Linked DNA regions of Gossypium hirsutum: region 2 is linked to region 1. The links are chromatin contacts, called in public Hi-C maps. All regions are on one chromosome and are shown on one strand. Each heading gives the region's core, a stretch centred on a gene start, on an enhancer-like site or on the middle of the called end of the contact. The rest is flanking DNA. Distances are from core to core; before and after follow the strand shown. Region 1 holds the start of LOC107900694. Region 2 holds the start of LOC107900691 (arabinosyltransferase XEG113).

Region 1 (5,682 bases), core at 2,762-5,261:
AGACAAAAAGGTCCCAAATCTCAATTATTCGTTCATTCATTTATATTGTTATTCTTCCCACATTGTCATCGTGATTTATGCCTACATCATCCAACCAACAGAAAGACAAAGACAAGACAAGCGAACATGTCATATCCATCCAACTCACCACTGCCACTGCCACTGCCACCTATAATACATTTTATTTTTTTGCTTCATTCTTTGTCTTCTTATCTAACCTATTATTATCTTCACATCCTTTGAAGAACAAGTTTGGTTATGCAAATCTCACCTGGCCCTGCCTACCAAGGATAAAAGGGTTGTCAACACATGACTTTAAGAACCACTGTTCAACCTTAGTTCCTATGAAAAATAAGACAATTTCACAACCAATCGCTCCTCTTTTTTGCTTCAGACAAACTCCAGTAGTCTGATTTACAACGGTCCGTCAGATTCAAAAGGTAATACCCATCCCTTTCAGTCAAGAACCACATATTAGCCCACAAAATGCAGATTATTAAAAGCCAGAAATCTTATGCTCCTAGTAACTTAAAAATGTCACCCATTAACAGCAAAAGTTGCATCAGTCAAATGAGATTAAGATTTCCCCAACTTAAAATAGCTATCAAACTCATTTTTCATGAACCACATTGTTTGGGAAAAGAGAGGAAATATTCACAATGAGAAATACACACCTCAACATCTTTCACGCCCGTGACTTCTCCGTGTTTTTATTCTTATGTAGCTCAACCTGAGCTTGGATGAGGCAGTTTTGTCCTTCAGCCTATTAACAAATTGGAAATAATATAACTGCCATAACGTCCCAGTATGTCAGTTAGAACAAAGCATAATCAATAGGGTAGACGCCTAACACCTAATTTCAGCCAAACTGGAAATCAAGTCTGTAAATCCCAAGAACACAGAATTCTACTTCATTATGAACAGTTCAAAGTTTTTTCATCACTATTTTGACCACTTACATAGCTCTGTTCATACTTTAAAGCTCAAAAATGATTGCAAAATCATGCATAAAGAGACGAAGGCAACTTTGCAACACAAACTTCACCAGTTCATTTCCTACCCTTTCTAGCAGGTTCCTTAAGTACGGGACCTCAGCTTTCTTTGCTGTTGACAAATTGTGCACTGCATCCATTACATTAGTCCTACATTCAATTCTCAGCATTTCAAACAAAGGAAGGAACAATAATCACTGCATAACTTAACGTGTCTTTCAGAAATCTGAGGTTCTCTGCAGCTTTTGGATATTAATGCAGCCCAAAAGCAAACAAAAATCTATCTTGTCTCCATTTAGCATTTCTTTCCAGGAAAAAAAAACTAAAATACATGTTTAGGACGACTTCTGGATCTCAAGGTTCATTCCAGTAAAACAAACAACAGAACCGATAACAATTTCCCAACTTATGTGAAATCAGTCAGCACCAGCTTGCTCCCCTAATCTTCATATCAAACTGTGGATCCAAAACTCAACAGGTGTTAAATACATGACACGGCAGAAGTAAGTGCTTGTTTAGACAGGCAACAACTGACAGAAATCTGTGGCGTTTGATGGTTGCAAACAAATAGAAATAAAATTCTTTATGTTTTCCACTCGGTCAGCTCATTTACTTAAGCCTATACTCATTAGCCTAGAGTGCAAGATATTTTTAGAGTAAAGAATGTCCTTGTTTATAAGACCTAAATTAATTTATTGAACTTTGAACACCATTGGGATGTTTGATTCAAGGAGAAGAGACACAACTTGACAATGGAAGATTGGCACAAAACCAGAATTTAAGTTCTAACATCCAGAATAAGAAGCTAATATAACAATTCTTTGACAATTCAATCTGAAACAGCAAATGTTGAAATAGGATTGAACTAAAAAAATGTTATCCACTGTTATCAGTTAAGCACCCAACATTCAGACAATGTTAGAAACCAGATAGATACCCACTTATCAGAAAAGAAATGGTCAAGACATTGTTCTTCCACAAGTTGCCCCACAGTATCAAGGGCAGTTCTACCTGCAAAACACAGAAATTTAAAAATCCAAAGTCACGCGCACAGAAGTGATACAATAGGTGCTGGACACAAATTAAATGCAATAATATGGTCAGCAACTTGAATGCAATATAGTGAATCATGTATGCTACGGGGGGTTCTCCCAATTGGTTTTATTTGGAGATTTATCGTGGCTTTATCTCTAAATCAGTATCTCCATTTCGCGTTTTGTTGTCCACTCAATTAGTTTGTTGCTGAATGGTATAAGACTGTGCTCATGGTATAAGATTGTGGTATAAGATATGAACCTGTGAATCTAATTTAACCGTCTTTGAAAAACTCAAGTTTCAACAAAACCTCCCAGAATTGCCTGAACAAACTCATTGATTCCAAATAAAACATTTAGGCTAATTAGTTTGGAAAAGACAGAGGAGAGTTGGGGAGGGGTTTCCCTAACCTTTTCCAACACATTTTTTATTTTCAATGGAATTGCCCATCTCAAGTGGTGCTAAAACATACCCTGACTAGCTTTAACTAATTAGGCTTAGTTAATGTTATAGACTTGACATAAGTGCTTTCAAAAACTCATCTTTTGCCAATAATTTATACCTGGGTCTACCAGGACACATTATTAAGCCAAAATCTTCGTGCTAGATAATTACAGCTCAAGGAATGATATGACCTCCAGAATCCTAATGGTCGTATCCCTCCCCCATATTTTACCTTGATTTGTGTACACATCCAAATGATAAAACAAAATAGATCAGTTGTTTAATAAACAGATATCAATGAAATAACCAGAGAAGTAATAAAAGGGTTTATACTAAAATGTTTAGAAGAACTAAGTGGAACAACAGATAAACATAACGCAATCATCTTGGCTGCATTGTTACTCAGCGTAAGTAGTGATATGGATGCTACTTTAATTATCGCTGAAAGCTGCAATAACTTTTATTTAGAGATTGTGCTGTTTCCATCAGGATTCATACTATTCAGCTATGTAATTCCATAAATTAGTAGAGAAAACTGACCTAATTTCTGTTCCCCCTAATAATCAATTCAAAGGAAGCAACAGAGTCGAGAAAAGTTTTCATATAATATAGCAAACCACTTAACTACAAACACTTGTTAGGTGCGATTGTTGTAACTAATTTAAAGAGATAAAGGGGACAGATAATTAGAACACTAACAAACGTAATTTAAGAGTTATGAAAGCAAAGGGTAATATATACGGTATACCTCTATACTCCCATGCAAAGTGGTAATGACCTGAATATGATCCGTAGCGCCATTGGTTAAAGGCTTGGACAAAAAGGAGCTCGCTGTTAAAATCAAGAAAAAAAAACTCGTTCCAGATAGTGTTGAAATATATATTACTTTTTCCTCTTTTAGATTAATTATTTTTGAGAAGTAGGAATACTTCTATTAAGGATCGAGAGAACATAAATAATAAGAAGATATTCCTGGAAAAAGATTTGCATGCAAAAGTGAACTATTGATATGGCAACTGAAGGGGGAAAAAAGAATGAACCTGAATAAACGCTGGTAGAGACGTTCTTGCTCTGTACTTGTAAATTTTGGAAATTCTTTACTAAAATCCTTCATAATTACAATAGAGAAAACCATTTAAAAGTATGCACATTGTGATCCAGCTTTGAGAAAAACTTACAAGAGAAAAAAAAAATCTCAAGAATAAAAAGGAAAAAAAGGTGACCTAGCCTCTTTAGAACAGGTAGTGAGAAGGGAGCGAAGAGCGAGGTTGAAGGACATTTTAAAATCGGATTGTCTTCTTCTTATCATCGTAGGAGCTCCACCGCCATTTCTGCTACCCATTTCTTTTTGGATAAAATACAATACAAACAACCAAAGAACACCCAAAATTGAAGTGTGCAGAGTATGCTTCCTATTTCCCAATCAATTCAACGTTAAAATTTAGAATTTCTCCAATATCGCCTCGAGCAAGCAGTAGAGATACATTTAGGAGCCGTTCATGTACGGATATTTACAGAGTAACCTAATTTAACATTAACTTTTATAAAAAAATATATAGTTCTTTAATTTTATTAGATGATATCACTGAAAGTTTATCATTAATATATTTGAGCCAAATTTTCTCATAAAAATTATACCAGAGTTTTTATCAACGAAAAAATTAATACTAAAATTTAAATGATATAATTTGATGAAATTTGGCAAAATTACCTATAATATTAATACAAAGCAAATATGCACATGTATATATTATATATATTTAACAAACACACCAACAGGTTTGAGTGAACGATGTGATATAATACATTTAACTTATTTTTTTGTTTTCCGTTATAATATTTAATCTCACCGCCACTGATATTTTTACACTAATTATAATAAACACACCGTTCAACCAAACTCGCCCTTATTATACCACTTTGAAGCATTATTATTTGTCATCACAACAAAGACTCAACATCATACAATACAAAAACCCGTTTTCGTTTTTCGGATTGAGCCAGCCATATAAAAAAAGCCTTGCAGTTGGAACAGCCACGAAATCTCAAATTCACTACAAAGAACACCGCTGTCTTGCGCTGTTTGCCTACGACCCAAAAATGGAAAAAAGGAAATAATATTCCAAAAAAAAGAAACGAAACTCTGTACTGTCCAACAACTACAGACCCGTACCTGACTCTTAAACCCCATTCGAGGTGGCTGAATCAAATTAATACCACAATCTCTGCATATCTGTGCTAATGATACCTCAATGCTCGTATGGTTCACCTATCAACTGCCCAGTTGTTAGCTGTATGGAAGTAAAACCATAATGAAACCCCATTGCTGTAAGTCATGTCAATCCTTCCTTCCCAATATATTTCACCCGAGTATATCTTTAAACAAGTTTGGATTCTGACTCGATGGAGTAACACCTATCTGCCTAACCAGTGCATCCTTTTCCAATGAATCTTTAAGGTTGGGGCCCTTACTACTTTGAGCTACTTGCATGGTTGTAGTGCCACCAACCATATTTGTCATTGGCGGCTTTGACAAGCCAGATAAAATATCACTGTCTTTATGGTGTGCGCCAGCAGTTGTCTCTGTGTACAATCCCATTATATCAGGGGACTTCGTAACAGCAGCAGTTGAACTATGATTCACTGCTGAAGAAACTTGAGTTGTTGGCTCAAGAAGACCCTCCAGATCTTTAAATGGATCTAGTGAAGGAGCAGTACTTCTGACAGTTGGTTCTCCAAAATCAAGCAAGTCCGGAGGTTGTTGAACAGATGTCTTCTCTGAAGCAACTTCCATACTAGACTTCACCATGTGGCTGCTTGGCTTTGAACTCTTATGACCAGTAGCCGACTTCTTTTCTGTTTTTGATGGACCTCCAAACAGCGAAGCAGCCAGTTTCTGCTTTTCTGGAGATATTTCAACTTGTTTCCTAGAATCATAGGTTTCACGTGTTCTTGAATTTGCAGTATTTGACCCATCAACTTGCGTGATACCATTAACTGTTTTCAGGGATGTGGAATTTGAGGTAGATGTTGAGGGAAAGTGTGTTTGCCTACCCCACCTTTTTTGGACTCCATCTAGTCGTAGCTTGAGCTCTGTTGATGCTGCATCTGATGATACAGATGGCACAGTAGTAGTCTGGTAGCTTTCCCTAGGATACATCGCCTCTGGCACTGGAACAAGTTCAGTTGAAGCAAGTGATGCAGGAGGAAT
Region 2 (5,822 bases), core at 1,416-3,915, 200 kb before region 1:
CATACTGGAATGTAGTGTGCAATGCATATGGCTCCAGCCTAAGTTGTTCATACATGGCCTGCCAATAGCATTAAGGCTTAAGACAAGCTTAATATACAACATATGCTGCTATTTACTAACAGGTACAAGCAAGATAAATTAAAGCTCAAGGGTATAAACACAAAAAGGCATATAAGTGCAAAAACTGGAATTTCAACAACCATCAGTAAAATAAAAACATAAGACTATCAAATTCACCGTGAACAAGCATACAGATCCCACCTGAACAAAATAAGTGTGTCCACTACAAAATATACTTTCTGGTAGAATTCCCAGCTTGAGAGTTCCATCAAACGCATAAAAAAGTCCACTATCATCATCAACGGCTGGCCCTGTCTGCTTGCGTGCAAGTTCATTAAATCCATTCTGATCCCATATCTTGTCATCAGCTAAAAGCATATCTTTCCATTCTTTTGCCAGTTTTATGGCAGGCTCTGTCGGCCGCCAGTGGAAAATTCCTATATTGTAGGCAGCACCAACTATTCAAGGAAAAGATAGAATCAGTTGAGCGAAGGAGTCACAAGACTGGTAATAAGAGTAAAAAGAAGAAAATGATAAATTTATAAGTTAGACATTCTCTAATTCAGTGCACTGAGTGTTAACAACAAATGGAAAAAGAGGCTTAAGGCTGCAGTGCAAACTGAGCAGTCCCTGCTTCATAAATGAAGAGTTTAACACTTAACATAGAAGGTGAAAGCAATCTAAAGGCAGCGTAGGATATGCGAAATTAAAACGCTACATCAATCGACAACCTTTCTACTCTCTTCTCCTAGAAAAGAAGAGGGCAGGTCTCCAGTAACAATACTACTCTGGGCCACAACTTGAAACATTTTTTACCTTGTTTCCAATCAGCCAATCTGTCATCAACAACTGTTGGCACAACTTGGTCGCTTGAAGTTAAGATATCAGCATCAGGGTACTGAGCAAGATATGGAAGCGGATCCTGTGGAAAGGGGCAAGCCACATCAAGTATGACTTTAATGTATATCTTCTGAAGTGACCATTAAGGATCATGATTTAAAATATAAAGAAATGATGACAGCAGAGTAAGAAGCATTACACAAGCCAATAAAAGTACACACAAAGCAAATGCAACCGCCAGGAAAAACTAGTATTTCTCACTGAAATTTTATTTCTTATAGAATCAGAGAAATCCATATTCTTCCACAGTATGATAGCATTGTAATAAAATAAAACTTATCCAATTTAAGGGAAGAAAAAGTGAAACAATCAAACTATAGCTTAGTGTCATGTAAACAACAAAGAAAAACTTGATCTGGATTGGAAAGGGAGTACCTTGAGCCACACCATGTCTGTATCACACATCAATAGCTCATAACCAAAAGGAAGTATAGCATTTATAAGTAATACTTTCTCTCTCCCCATTTTATGAAATGTAGGAGAGCCCCATCCAACATCTATTGTGCTCATATCGCTGCCCATATCAAATACTGGAACACCTTCCCAATACAAAGCCTCCAACAGTTTGGTGTCCATAGCACCTAAATCACAACGATTCCAATTCATTGTCCACTTTTAAGCACAGTTAACTGCAGGAAGATTTTAACAACTTACCAACAAGAAGATTAGAAACATCAAGATCCGTCAAGTGTTTAACCCAAGTCAAGATGAAATCCATAAACGCAAAGTTGCCAAAGGTGACAATAATGACATTGTCTTTCGCCCTTTCTCCAACCAGTTCTTTTGTTAATTTAAAGGACTCCAAAGGTGGCATTTTCGAATTACTAGGCGGAGCCTCCCATATAGTTTTCAACTGGTTGCTACCAGGTTGTGATGCTTTGTCTGTTGGTTGAGAAATGTTGTTACTGAAATTAGAACCACCATCTACCATTTGAGGACATCAGTTAATAAAATCATGTAATTGACTAATGGTAAAGCAAATGCTAAAAGAGTGAAGTTGATGTACTGAACAGAACATCATAATAAAGGGTATCAAAGAAAGTCTTCAAAATTGCAACATAATTCCATAAAAGAAGCTAGGGGAAGAAAGGGTCTAACATACAAACAAAAAGTCAAACTAACAAAAACCCATTAGCAATATTCCATTTTGATTAGGATCCAATAACGAAAACAATGTTTACTCAGTTGTTCTAATAACATATGATATGCCATTTGCACATACATAGAAGCTTAAATTAAAAAACAAAAGAAAAAAGAACAAGGAGCGTACTTTGGGAGAGAGGAGGGGAGGAAAGCCAAGAAGTAGAGATAGACTGGGTGCTGGTGGAAGCGGATGGAGAGTAAATGGCGGAGAACACATAAAAAGAAGTCGCCACTATCCCCACGATAATGGTGGTGTATATCGTCAGAAACAGAGGTTTAGAAGCAGCAGCCTCTTGAACTGCGTTTCTCCATCCCCCCATCTTTGCTGTGGGTTCCAACTTGATCTCTTTTTGGCGTTGAATTTTTTCAGGATGAAAATGCGAAACAAAGGAAAGGGGGTTTCGATTATAGTAGTCCGGACTCCATGTTTAATTTAGGAGTTTTCAGATCAAATTCAATAGCTGTAGCAACTTGTTATGTAAGAGCTGTAGGCTATAGCTTGGTCAACTTTCCCAGCCCCTTGTCTTTTATTTATATCACAAATCAGCTATTATTTTAGAATTTACCATGTGGCAAGCTGGCATAGGGACTATTATAAAATTTACAACAACATAGAAGAGAATAGATTTCTATTGAGTCATACACAAAATGGCAAGCGATAAGTGGTTTTAAGATCAGGGTGTCTGGTGCAGAGCAGAGCTTGGTGATGGACAACATTTCAGAATCTTGTCCGAATTTTGTGGGATTATGGCTTGGTTTTTACTTGGAAAACATTTTACAATCCCTTCATTTGATACATGTTTTAGTCAATGCAATATTTCATTTTGCTTACAAAATAACAAATATTTCACTAGAGTGAAAACCCCCTCGGTTCACACTCGGGGATTTTCAAGAAATTTTTAATTAATCTACGTAAAATTAAATTTTATTTGTAAAAGTAAAGGGGAATAAAAAGTTGGAAAGGTGATATAATTGGTAGATTAGAAAAATTAAAGGAAAGTTCATCTTAGCATATAAAACAAACCATTCTAAATATTTTACAACACCAAAAAAATTCATTCTAAATTTGAATAAGAGGAGGTGAGAAATGAGAGATGTAACTATGCATATTTAAGTAAAAATACCATAATAATTTCTATATTGCATTTTTTTCTTCGAGTAAAAAAAATAAGTAAACTGATCTTTCTGCGCACATGTGAAAAAGAAATTATTTAAAAGTGTTAGGATATTATGATATGATATTATCTCTTAGCAATTTGATTCATAATGGATATTATAGGATATTATCTTTTAGCAATTTGATTCCTACGTAACTACTACTGTATAGATATATATATCCTTAAGGTCTATCAATAAAATTCAAGTGGCATCTGAACAAGGTTTTTGACACAATTTTTTTTTCTTTCATCATTCTAAATGCCTGGCGGCGAGTCTGCTCCTCCTCCATCACCACCAAGGAGGGCGACACTTCCTGGTTTTACCGTTGAGCAATAGTAGTCTCTTTTAGCGGTGTTTGGTAATAAACAATCAACTTCCACTCGGTTGAATGGTAAGTTCAATAATAATTGGATTATTGATACGGGGTGTTCAAATCATGTTACGAGTGATCTTATGTGTTTGACGAATGTGAGAGATGCTGTAGCATGTTCCATAGGACTCTCTGATGGCCAAACAATGGTGGCTACCCAAGAAGGAATGGTTAAATTGAGGAAAAAATTCAATTAAAACACGTTCTTTACATTCCTAAATTAAACTGTAATTTAATTTTGGTTTCCCAGTTGAATGATGATATGAACTGTTTTGTCCAATCTTCTACTATCATATATGCTATTCACCTTCATTCGAGGGAGCTGATTGGAACGGGTGAGAGACGAGATGGACTTTACTACTTCCGACATGTTTCGATGGTCAAAGTGGTTTCAATTGAAGCTTCATCCTCTTTGGAACTTTGGCATAGAAGATTGGGTCACCCTTCCGAGAAAGTAGTAAAATTACTTCCTTATGTTAGTAACTCTAGAGATAATCTAAATAAAGCATGTTAAATTTGTCATCGTGCTAAGCAGGCTAGAAATAACTTTTCAATTAGTGAACAAAAAACCACTCGTATTTTTGAGTTAGTTCATTGTGATTTATGGGGTTTTTATGACACTCCTTCATCTTGTGGATCTCATTGTTTTTTGACATTAGTTGATGATTTTTCTCGTGCTATTTGGGTATATCTATTGGAAAATAAAAAAAAGAGGTTTTCAAAGTTTTCATGTTATTCATTGCTATGGTTGACCGCCAATTTCTCAATAAAAAAAGTGTGTTAGAAGTGATAATATGACGAAATTTAATTGTTCAGGATTATTTTCTTGCAAATGGCATTATTTTTCAAACATCTTGAGTTGAGGCTCTTCAACAAAATGGGAAAGTGGAGAGGAAACATCAACATATTTTAAATGTAGCTCGTGCTTTACGTTTCCAGGGAAATCTACTTATATCTTTTGGGGGAGAGTGCGTGTTGGCTACATCTCATCTCATTAATCAAACTCCTTCACCTCTTCTTCACAATAAAACACCCTATGAAATGTTGTTTGGTAGCCGTCCTTTGTTTGATGATCTTCGTGTGTTTTGGTGCTTATGTTTTGCTCATAATCAACGTTCTAAAGGTGATAAGTTTGTTAGTCGAAGTCGAAAGTGTGTTTTTGTTGGGTACCCTTTTGGAACAAAAGGGTTGATATTTATATGATCTGGATTCTAAGAAGTTCTTTGTGTCCCACCATGTGAAATTTTTTGAGGATATTTTTCCATATTTGGATGAGAATGTTGCAACCATTAAGCCTGGCAATGTTGCTGTAGCAACCCGTTTTTAGTGGTATCAGAAACAGTGGTTTCGAGATCGCGATTTCGATTAGTCAATATTTTATTATTTATTTAATATTTATATAGTTATTACAATGTCGTATTAAATTTTGGTTAGAAAATTTTAACGTTTAGATAGTTAATTAAGTAAAAAGGACTAAATCGTGAAAGTTGTAAAAAATAATTACTATAAGTTAAATTATATAGTTATAAAACCATGAATTAAGTGCTTGAAATGGTAAATCTACCAAATTGAAGTATAGTGGACAGTTAGGTGATAGGTTTTGTGTGAAATTTGAGTTAAAATGTTAATTTAATAAATAAACTGAAAATAAAAGATAACAAAACATGTTGTCATCTTTATTTTTTCATCACCACCGATTGTAAGAGGAGAAAAACACCATTTTTGAGTTCTTAAATTTCGGCCAAGCTCTAATTGGGTGCATGTAAGTGTTTTTCAACCCGTTTTTTTCATAATTTTTATATTTTTGACATCATTGTAGCTTAATCTAGCTAATCCTGAGACTAATTCATAAAATTGTTAAAATTTAGAATTATGTCATGGATGAATTTGTGATGTTTCTGAAGTTTTTTGTTAGATTATTAAACTTGATAGTTAAATATGACTATTTTGTAAAGTGATTTTGGTTAGTTTAAGTTAAAGGACTGAATTAATAAAATATTAAATTGAGCATGAAATTCTTGTGATTAATAAATATGGGCTATAATGGAATGAGGGAACATTTGGCTAGCATGAAGTTGGTGTAAATGTGATAGTTTTGGAAGTTTCAGGTTTAGGGATTAAATTGAATAAAAGATAAATGTATAGGGTAAATGTGCAAAATGACGAATAAGGGTCAAATATGTGAATTTAA

The links. Hi-C and Micro-C count contacts between places; a contact is called where the count stands out from the background.
Region 2: a contact with region 1 is called in a Hi-C map of leaf, with 4 times the contacts expected there. The contact joins the promoter of LOC107900691 here to the promoter of LOC107900694 in region 1. A contact is called at or near these places in 16 of 34 Hi-C or Micro-C datasets (anther, callus, fibers and 4 more).

The regions. Positions count from the first base shown.
Region 1 is chrD08:54,724,040-54,729,721 of Gossypium_hirsutum_v2.1, reverse strand. LOC107900694 reads right to left here and starts at 4,011. Exons shown (of 6, transcript XR_005916871.1): 1 at 3,695-4,011; 2 at 3,512-3,579; 3 at 3,220-3,302; 4 at 1,934-2,003; 5 at 1,061-1,448; 6 at 1-763. LOC107900692 (AP-4 complex subunit epsilon) reads right to left here. Exons shown (of 11, transcript XM_041098415.1): 11 at 4,362-5,682. The coding sequence ends at 4,834.
Region 2 is chrD08:54,918,555-54,924,376 of Gossypium_hirsutum_v2.1, reverse strand. LOC107900691 (arabinosyltransferase XEG113) reads right to left here and starts at 2,665. Exons shown (of 13, transcript XM_016826373.2): 1 at 2,231-2,665; 2 at 1,615-1,884; 3 at 1,336-1,541; 4 at 877-982; 5 at 262-518; 6 at 1-58. The coding sequence starts at 2,423.